Regions from separate parts of the Mus musculus genome. Here region 2 is linked to region 1. A link is a contact called in public Hi-C data. All regions are on one chromosome and are shown on one strand. The core of a region is the stretch at or near the end of the contact, and the rest is flanking DNA. Distances in the headings are between cores, read along the strand shown.

The links. A called contact is a pair of places that touch in the nucleus more often than the background predicts.
Region 2: a contact with region 1 is called in a Hi-C map of cerebellum, with 2.1 times the contacts expected there. The contact joins the enhancer-like site here to the promoter of Ufl1 in region 1. A contact is called at or near these places in 4 of 39 promoter capture datasets (hippocampal neurons, liver and stem cell-derived epiblast-like cells) and 1 of 484 Hi-C or Micro-C datasets (cerebellum).

What each region holds. Positions count from the first base shown.
Region 1 is chr4:25,278,039-25,283,222 of GRCm38.p6, forward strand. It overlaps Ufl1 (UFM1 specific ligase 1), which reads right to left and starts at 3,783. Exons shown (of 20, transcript NM_001355512.1): 1 at 3,638-3,783; 2 at 2,585-2,730; 3 at 1,308-1,336; 4 at 566-663; 5 at 1-65. The coding sequence starts at 3,714.
Region 2 is chr4:25,998,872-26,004,508 of GRCm38.p6, forward strand. No RefSeq gene overlaps it. Among named protein-coding and RNA genes, the nearest start is that of Gm24965, 61 kb to the left of the region's middle. Within about 2 kb of position 1,415, at least 2 of the 459 cell types and tissues checked have an H3K27ac peak or open chromatin away from gene starts, as enhancers often do. A contact at or near this core is called in cerebellum, where this site is marked.

The DNA of each region.
Region 1 (5,184 bases), core at 2,533-5,032:
CAGTTACTTGACCACTTTCTTGCAATTTATCATTCACCTCTTCTGATAACTGATCCAGATAGTTCCTAATATTGAAAAGAAGTTTTTCTGTTTTTGTTTTTAAATGAAACATGCTTCCCTTCTGTATCTTCCCCTTTAACGCTTTTCTGCTAGAGTATTGTAGGCCCCCAAGTAATGGACGGGAATGAGCATCACTTGTTGCTCAGATCTAAACCTTAGTTTTTGCTCATAGATATAATTAATGTAAGGGCAATCAAGTGGCAGGTTTTTTTCCTTATGACAAGAGAAATTTTATAGTCATTTCACATCAGTTTTAGAACATTACTTTGAGTGTAGCTGATTCACAATAAATAAGTTAAAATTTGATATTGCTTTAATAGGAAAAAGATCAAAATATATATTATTTATAAATATGTATTCCCCCAAATTAGCACTTACTTTTAAAAAGAATGGTCTTTATAATAAATGTCTCTATTACATGAGCTCTAAACATAAAGCCTAGCTGGCCACGCCTGGCCTGGAGCACCTGACAGAAGGAGAGAGAACGCTTCAGTGTTATACTTACTCATCAATCAGTTGTCCCAGTACCATCTGCACGTGCTTCTCTGATTTAATAATATCACTGACTCTACTCTCGATATGAGTCAGGTCCACATTAATAACCTAGAATTACACAGAAATTACAATTAGTTTCCACTACTTTTAAAATTTGAGATTATACATTGAGATTAAAAATTATACTTTTATGTATTTTATATACATATATATTATTTATACACCCTTTACATATCACTTAGATAAATTTGAAATTACTCTAAAATATTGATAGCTGAGTATCATGGCAGATACCTATAATGCAGAAGAACAACTATGATTTCAAGGCCAGTGTGGTCTATATACCCAGTTCTAGGCAAGGTGAGACAGGGACACCGAGTAAAACAATCTGTGTGTGTGTGTGTGTGTGTGTGTGTGTGTGTGGGGGTGTGTGTGTGTGTTACTGTAGGGGTGGGAAAAGAGTTTCCGCCTGTCTGAGGATGCCAGTCTTCTCCTGTCTGCCTTCAGAACAAAGATGTAGAACTCTCAGCTCCTCCAGCACCATGCCTGCCTGGGGTGGTGTCATGTTTCTCACAATGAAGATAATGGACTGAACCTCTGAACCTGTAAGCCGGCCCCAATTAAACACTGTCCCTTATAATAAGAGTTGCCTTGGTCATGGTGTCTCTTTTCAGCAATGGACCCAACAAATCCGTAGTATTTATAAATTAAGAAAGCTTTAAGAAATCAAAGCAAAATTTTTATAAATTTACCTGTTGTAAGTCAACAATGTTTACTCGACCTTTGAACAAAAGAGAGGAATTGAAATTACATGGACGTGCAGATGAACAGGTTCAACTCTAACCGACAGTGCTGATGGCTCTAAGTCCTTCTAGGAAGGGCATAGGACCTCAGTAGTAACTGATGGACTTAGATACAGATTACTCGCTGATCAATCTTCATGGTTAAAGCCACAGGCAACACTGTTCTCCAAGCTGTGTTTATCACATCAGACCAATTACGAACATCAGAGGACACAACGCGGAGAAATCCGTGGAAGGAATTTCAATTCTTCTCACAAATCAACTCAGCTAAAATGACCAGAGGAAATGCCTGCAGCTAAATTAAGATGATTTCCCCATTGCTCAAAACTGAAACGAGTGTCTATCAGCAAGAGAGGATCTGTTAGATAATGCAAATCACAGCTCACGTGTTATTAGCACTCCTGCAGAAAGAAACAAAACACCCAGGCTAGACCCAAGTGGTATCTAGTGACAGGCTGTTTCTGTTTCAGTCAAACTGCTCAGTCTGCTCAATTGCTCAAATTTCAAAAACATAAAGCAAAACAATATTTTACGTTTGATGGTGCTAACTGCACTTCATAATATGGTGGGCCTCAGGCCACAGTACATCAATTTACAAAGTTTCTTAAACTTAGTAATGCAGCTTTAATATTTGAGATCTTAAAACTTTATGAAATCTCTATTTCTCCTTTATAATTAAGTACCTGATCACTGGCAGCTAGGTATTCACCCCTAGGTCATGAAGTGTGGGTATATATATATATTATACACACATACATATATATACACACACATATATACATATATACATATATGTATATGCATATATATACCACATATATACTATATATATCACATATATATATATATATATATATGGTATATATACACATACACACATATATAGTACATTTAATTCAATACAACAAAAACATGGTATTTGTTAAGTGGCAATAGTTAAGGTCATGTTTGCATGAACCTGTAAGATTATGTTCATATGAACATACGAAGGTTGACTGCATGATCCTATGAAGGCTGATCATCAAGTTATCAGTAGAGAAGGGTTACAGCTCAGGGGTAGTATTTGCCTAGTTTGTGCTCTGGATCTGATACCCAACACAAAGAGGAAAGAAGGAGCCATTGAGGAGAATGCCCTATAACCTCCACGTAAGTACTTATTTTTAATTTAATGTATTTTCTTCAAACATCCGGTAAAGACAAAAGCATGACACTGAGGAATTACTTACCACCTCGGACATGTAGCTCGTCTCTCATTTCTTTACTGATTTGGGCTGGAGTGATATATTCCTTGCCGTCAAGTGTATGGACTACTTCCAGCTGTTTCTGAGAGATCAATTTATTCACAATCTCAATGCAGTTCCGCTCTGACAACCTGTGCGAAGCCAGGAGTTTAAGAGTGTACTTGCTATGCCGCCCCCCCCCCCCCCAGGTATTTGAAAGCAAAATTTTGAGTAACTTCTACATTACAAAATCTGTCCTTTATTAGTATGATGATATTGGTTGAGTAATTTAAAAAGAAAACTTGAGAGTAGGTTTATATTCCCTTGAATTATTTATTTAATTCACACACGTCACTGTATTATGATTCTACAGATGTTCTCTCCTAGTCCTGCCTTCAAGTATCAAATTTTCCAGCTGAAAACAAACAAACTTTTCTTTAAAATCACAGTATGTTGGCCTTACTGGTACAGTTGGTGTACAGACAGGTCATGTGGCTTAGCAGAACTATAGGTACTATAATGTTAGCTACTCACAGCCATCTTGCACTAAATTTTTTCCCCGGGTTTTGTTGTTTGTTTGTTGTGAGAGTGTATGTATGTCTGTAGCTCTCAATGTTATAGAACAGCATCAACGGACTACTGTGTTTAGGTCCAAGAGAAATAAAATACTACAAGAACTCGTTGACAGGGAGACAAAGTCTATTCGCCTTATATATGCGATGTGTAATCACGGGCGCAGAGTCGGGGTAATTCGGCCACTCCCCCATTTCTGGAGTGTAGAAAAGTTGGTGTCCCGGAGTCCCTAAAATATGACAGATGGCATGTGGGCCTGGCTTAGATCTGTGGCTGCACGTAAAAAGGATTTGGAGGAGGGACAGACTACTTGCTGCGCGCTGCACTGGGGACTTTGCAAGCTCGCCCTAGGCCGGGCAGCGAGCGCCTCTACCGACAGCCGCCGCAGCAGACCGGCTCCGGGGTCCCACCGCGTTCCGGCAGGCAGTGCGGGAGCGGGGCAGCGTCCCGGGCCTAAGCCGGCTCCACACCGCAGGGAACCAGCACCTTTGCGTGGACTCTGCAAACTGCGCCCGCTGGAAGTCAGCCGCCAGCCGCCGGATCTCCTCCCAGGCGTCCGCCATCACTGCTCCGCTCGCCCCGACACAGGGAAACGGCAGACACGTCAGCCTTCAGCCTGCCGCAGGCACCCCGGGACGGACCGCGCAGAGGGCCAAGAGACCTGCGTCAAGGAAATTCGCGAACAGAAACGCGACTGCCGAGCTCTCCGCCCTCAGCTGGGCGTGGCCTGCGGGAAGCGGCTTCCTAAACTCCTACAAAGCCAAGCTGATGCTGACTCAGTAATCCTTTTTGCAAGGTTCCTGTTTCTGTCCAGCAACCATCAAATGATCTTCCGCCCTTGCTGAGCGGACGAGACATACTTCTTTTGTGGGACTCTTACAAACCGTGACTAATCCACTTTGAACAGTGAATGGGGCTTTTACTTGAGCCAAGAATGAAGTCAGTTTTAGAGAAACTTGTTCCACACTACTGCATCAGTTTGAATTTTGTTCTTCCAAAATGAATCTATTTGGGTATAGCAAACGCCATGGACTTCAGTTCATGTGTTCTAAAGCTTATTATTATTATTATTATTATTATTATTATTATTATTATTATTATTTACTCGGACAAAGGAATAATCGTTGCTGGGAGTGAAACTAGGGAAGGCAATGGCATTGTACTTCTTAGACAAGATAACTGCTGCCATTGTTTATTCACACATACCATTTTCCAATCTTAATCAATGGGGAAATCAGAAGGCTGATTGTACTTAGTAAAGAATATTTTGCTTCTTTCCTATGTAAATATATTAGTCCATATAACACGTCCAGTAGATAAATCCATTTGGCTTCTGAAGTGCCTAGCTTTGATTAAATTTAGAGAACTCCATGATAAAGCTTGGCATTCCATCTTATCCTTTGAAGCAGACTCTCTCAGAAAGGTAGGCCAGCCTCCCATCAAGTAGGTTTACTGGCCAGCCAGCCCCTGAGTTTCCTCCTGGCTTCATCTCCCAGTCAGGTTGATGATCATACCCAGGTTTCAAGATGAGCTTGGGCTCTGAATTCAAGTCTGTATGCTTGCACAGAGAGCACTTTAACCTTCAAGCATCTTCCCACCCATCATTTTAAGTGCTTTGGAGGGAGGGAGGGAGGGAGGGAGGGAGGGAGGGAGGGAGGTAGTAATTTTTGACCAATATATGATATTACAGAGGAACTTTAAACAGAGCAAACACTACGCAGCTGTTTTTTAAAGGGTAGGAGATTCTTTTAAAGAACGAACTTGTATAGATTTGGAGAGCTGACATTCCATTCTTTATAAAATTTTATGATAGCTGTCTGTAGTTGTACAAATACCTTGTTAATGTTGACATGCAGACAGTCTGTGGATAGTTGATGTCTTTAGCTACAGTGTGTACAGGATTTATTACACATTCTTGGAATCATTTAGAAATTGTCTTTTGACATAAAAACAAATTAGAGACAGCAATGAAACACTGTGATGCTTGAACATATGCATACATGGATAACATTTGCATTATATCAAACACCTAA
Region 2 (5,637 bases), core at 165-2,664, 720 kb after region 1:
AAAGGAAACTACCCAGAGCTTTAGGTTTCTGTAAAGGTGCAGAACATCAGTCTTACTTTCTCCATGTCACCTTATTGGCCTCTAACTTGCCCTATTTTATTTAATCAGGGATTTCTGTGAAAATGTTGACAAATGAGCTCCGTAGAATTTTGCCTTCTTCGGAAATTTGTAAGAGCTGGATTCTGTTGTGTGTTAAATAGCCTTTAATACCTTTAGGAAAAAAAAACATGTATTTTCTCCTAAAGTGAAAGAACTATGACTTTTGAATGTTGACCAAGTTTTCATTGTGAATTTAGTTCAGGTTAATGACAAAATTACATAATACAATAATATTATATGACATTTGTACAACAAGCTTTTTTTTTCTAAATAACTGAATGGATTTTTAAAAGATCTCCCATTTTATGAAGAAGTTACATACTATTTTGATGTCATATACAAGAGAGAAAATGTACAATTCTTTGTAATGATAGGCAGATCTGAGAGCAGAACCTTCTTTTATTACACTTACTCTTTGTCCTATTTAGGAAGAGGACAGATTAAAAACCATAAAAGTAATCAGCAAAAATGGCAGGATGCGAAGAACTGGGCATGTTGGTTTGAGGTTGGTGTTTATGGATGCCTACATCAGACCCCAATGTGATTCTTTGGACATTCCTCCTTTGAAGCAATATTATGCCTACAATTAGTATGAGTTGAATATATCATTATATTCAGGAACCCATGTTCTTGAAAGTAAAACCATGCTTCAGCTTCTCTGAGAATTCTTTTCATAACCCGGTGACTGATTTTATTCAAGGAAAAGAACTTGGTAATAGCAAGGCTCTATACTACATACTGTCTTAAACTTTTCAGATTGTACAGTCAATGGCTGTGCTATGTGTTCAGTCAAGTCATTAGATAGTCTATGTTAGGAATTTAAACATCAATTTTTATCAGTGTAATAGTTTATTTTAAAATCAAGGTCCATGAAAATCACTGAAGTATTTTAAAATTTGGGTGGGTTGTTTTGCAAGTTCAATCACCTTTTAGCTTTTACTTATGATTTTTTTTTTCTAAAAAGGAAACTTTTATATGTTTTCATTCAGGAAGGCATTACTGCTAACAAAATTATAGTGACTGTTTCACATAGGAGAATGTTACTACCTATCCATGTAGTAATGTTGTGAGGTCACATATGATAGTACATGACAGAGGACAGGAATGGCCTCAGGGGGAGACAATAGTGTATAAACACTTGGAGACACATCAGCAGTGCCTAAGAAGGAAACCAAGACACAAGTAAAGGGATTTCATACCATCCTCTATACCCATAGTATGTTCTCCACAAAACAAGTTATATTAGCCCATGACAGAGCCTCCTATTGCTGGGGGTTTCCTTCTGTGTTTTATTAACTTTCTTGATTTTTAAAATTGACAGCTGCTATAGGAAGCAGGTGTTTATGTCTCCCATATAACTGGTGGCCAAGAAGATTCTTATTTATGGGCATCGATTTTTAAGCTCAGATTGGATTTGCAATGTTTGTTTAATTTAAAGTTCTATTTCTAATCAGAATCTCTTTTTGATGTACATTGCTATAAGGCATGTCCCCCCCACCCCCACCCCCTATTAAGAGAGAGCATAAAGCAGAGAACTCTCCTCCTAGTATGGTTTAGCTTTGCCCTATTTTGTTTGGCAGGTTCCTTTATAAACCTGTTTCCCGCTGTGTTAACTGCCTGAGGAGCCATCTGCCAAGGTGTAAACAGATTCTTATTGCTTGTTGACAGATCTTGGTGTGTCAGCACAAAATTAATAACTGCTTTGTTTTTATTTCAAATACAATTGACCTTATGAAACGATTTAATTTTTTCTGTTTATCTCAACATTTCCCATATTATTAACGTGTCAGATGTCTTTCCTTTTAATTATAAGCAAATTGAAGCGCTATATATGCTTATTTGTATGGAAAGCACATATTATAGGTGCACTGTATTGGAGTTCTGTACTATTTGTATGTCTTCTAATCTTCCCCATGAAAACAAGTTCAGTTAATTTGTATGTTGGTCATATTGTGCTATGTATAGAGTCGATAAGGTGAATCAGAACCAGAAAGTGAGTATATTATTTAAGATATTTCATATTGAAATCTCATTTCAAATTCCTCATCAGAACTGTGGAAATCCCTAGTGAGAACAAAACATCTCTTCACAGAGCTTATGTTATACAGTGAACAAAAGTGTGCAAATGGAAGGATGAGTAAATATTCATATTTCTTTCACATATTTTCACTAATAATAGTATCAGTAGATATAGTTAGCACACAATTAATTTTAGTTCCGTCTTTCCATTACACCTTCTCTGATTTACTGACTTTAAGATAATTTCCTAATTATGTAATTATAGCAGAAGTTGGCAAGGCCAAGAAAACAAAGGAGTGTAATTATTTTCTCTTTACCTTTGAGAAATAATAGTAGTGTGGTTCTGTTTTCTGTTGTTAATGTGGTATAGTGGGGACTAAAAATAACTGTCTGTGAATAAGATTTTAAAAATTGGCAATGGAGATTGGCTAAGCATTTAAGAGAAATGCAGCTCTTGTGGAGGTTCTCAGAACCTACTTCTGGTGGTTCACAACCTCCTGAACTATAGTTTAAGGAAATCTGATACCATATTCTTTCCTCTGAGCGCAACTGCATGCCCATTGGCACACATGTATATATGTATAGGTATATGTATAGGTATAGGTATAGGTATAGGTATAGGTATAGGTATAGGTATAGGTATAGGTATAGATATAGGTATGTATATGTATATATATAACGATTTCAAAATATATAAGTAACGATATATATAACGATTTCAAAATATATAAGTAACGATTTCAAAAATGATTTTAAAATGGTCAGTCTCTCAATATCTGAAGATTAATGAAATGTTTCTTCTAAAAAGACCAACATTACATATGCTTATAAAATGAGAACACTTTTATCTCAGCATTTCTATGAAACAACCTGTCAAAAAGATGAAATAAACTTTCAGTTCATAACAGTATCTATGGCTACAGGAAAGTCTGAGAACCCATTGTAAAATTTGATAATCTTTTCAGAGAGAGATAGAAAAGATGTAAAGAGTAACAGACCCTATTTTCAACACAATGCATGAACCTTGAAAGTTCATAATCAACTAAGAAACACAATAACAATTTATTTTATAAATGCATGACAATAGTTGAAGTAATGTTTTAAAAATAAATGTTATGTGAAAAGTTCACTTAGAAAACGGAAGTGTGCCAGGAACTCCTTAGGGTTTTAGATTTTATCCAATTTAGATGCTAAAAAGACAGCATGCTAGATAGAGAAAACTCAAAAGTCCTGGCTCAGTAACCAAGGACATTTTATCCATCACAAATGCATAAAGTAGAGGATCAGCTGTCCTTGAATGATCTTGGAAACTTCAGCTACAACTGGGCAATACCAAAGGTGAAATGTGGATCCACTGTGGGTACTGTGGTTTGCAGTTTAAGAAAGCACCTCTCACTTCACTGAACACAAATCTTTCATGCACTTGTTATTTGTTTTCCAGAGGGACATCTTATCTCTATTTTCAAGACTGTGATAGCCAATCCTGCCCTTGACCTGAAGGCAAGGATAGACTGTTTAATTCCAAATTAATGGCTATATAAATAGCTGTGAAAGAGCAGTCTGGAAGAGAAAGGAATTAATGTCTGATTTGTGAGATGCACAGAAACCAGAGAAATCTGTAGAGAAATGATAAGAAAAATATGACTTGGCATTTATTTCCATATTTTTGTTTGTTTTTAGTAAAATTTCCCAAGTACATTACTTTGCCAGTTACTTTGGTATCTGTCTGACAAAAGAAAGTGGCTCAAGTGTCTTGACTTTTTACTAGTTGGACCCATACCCACTTAGAGTAATATATTAACAGTTAATCCACATGGTCTTTTAGCTTACTGCAAAGCTGTATCACTTCTAGATCATTTGGAATAATTATATTTAGGTCTTATGTATGAAGGGGTCAATTGAAGGACTTATGTAATTCACCAACAGTCTTTCATGGGTTTTTGGAGAATCATTTTAAATAAATGGTGGACAACAAAAATTCCAAAGTCCCCCTCGTGGGAAGAGTTGATGCCAAGGGTAGCCTTTTCTGTCCATGATAAACTTCTTTCATATTAAGAAAGCCAGTTATGGAGCTGGAGAAAAGGCTCAGAGATGGGTAGCATTGGTTCCTCCTCCGGAGGACTCGGGACTCATTCTAAGCCCCAGCACATGGTGGATCACAACTACTGGTAAAGCCACTGTTGGGGAATCTGATGCTCTCTTCTCAGTTCTCTGGATGCGACATGCAGTCATGCACAGGCAAACAAGGCATTGAAACATGTAAAAATTAAATACATTAATTTTAAAAATTTAAAAATGTCTGTTGAATTATGTTCAAAGTCATTTAATAATATTTATATTAATAATACTAAATGTTTGTATATTGTAAGAGACAAGAAAACTACATAGTAATGTCAGTGAGAATTGTCCAGAAAGTTGAAAAAGAAAGGACAAATATAAAACAGTTTCTAGAAAATACATAATGGGCAAAAGAAGGACCACATATAATAATCACATTTTAAAAAAATTCCCTATAGGGTAACATGACTTTCTGTAATTCAGCTAGGACTGTCCCACTTAAAGTCATGAACATCAAGTTATTTTAAATGTGATATCAATAAGCATATATTAGTCATTGATTTCATTGCTTTGCATAATTTATAAGATCACTCAATATTTGTTAAATCTCAGCAAATACAATCCCTATAACTAAAAAAAAAAATCCAATTTCATATTTAAAATTGGCTAATGCCCAGATATCTGGTGAAAAATTACACTGGGTATGGCTCTGAGAATGAAATTTTAATAGAATTAACATTTTAGTTGGTGGGAAAAAACAAACTACACCTGATGGATATAGATAAGAAACAAAGTAAAGAAGGATTCAGTAAAACAAAGGAAATGAGTAGAAGAATATTGCTTAGTAGGTAACCATTCTAATGGACCTACACCATCTACATTCTTGGGTTTTAAGATGGCCTGTTCATATGGAAGAGGCAAAAGCTCAATCCTAGCTTTTCAACTCAGCATAAATTAAAGCAATAGTGTAATTATCTTACAATGCTATTAAATGTTATTATAGCAAAATATTTAAGTTAGAATTATGTGGTTGATACAGAAATACTAAACTAAATGCACTTTTGGACCAAGTATACCTAATAAACACTAAAGGCTTTAAACAATTACATGCCATTAAATTTCCACGCAAAATTATGTACTAGGATAATGTAAACACAATTTTGCTTCATTGATACTATCTTTGGAAAATTATTTTCAGAAAATTTTCATAATAATCTGGCTCATTATATAATTTCGGGTTTCAGAGTATACTTGACTACAGTTTTATTCACATGTTGTTTATGAAACTCTTTGTGTGCAAACAATAGTCTTCAGGGTTTTCTGAATGTTCATAGTGAGTAATGATGAAGAACCTTCACTTCTAAGAAAAATTCTTTTAATAAGTAGCACTCAAAAGAATGCAGTTATTTGTAACAAATCTTTATAATTCTAGAATATGTGGTGTGAAGAGCTTAATTACAT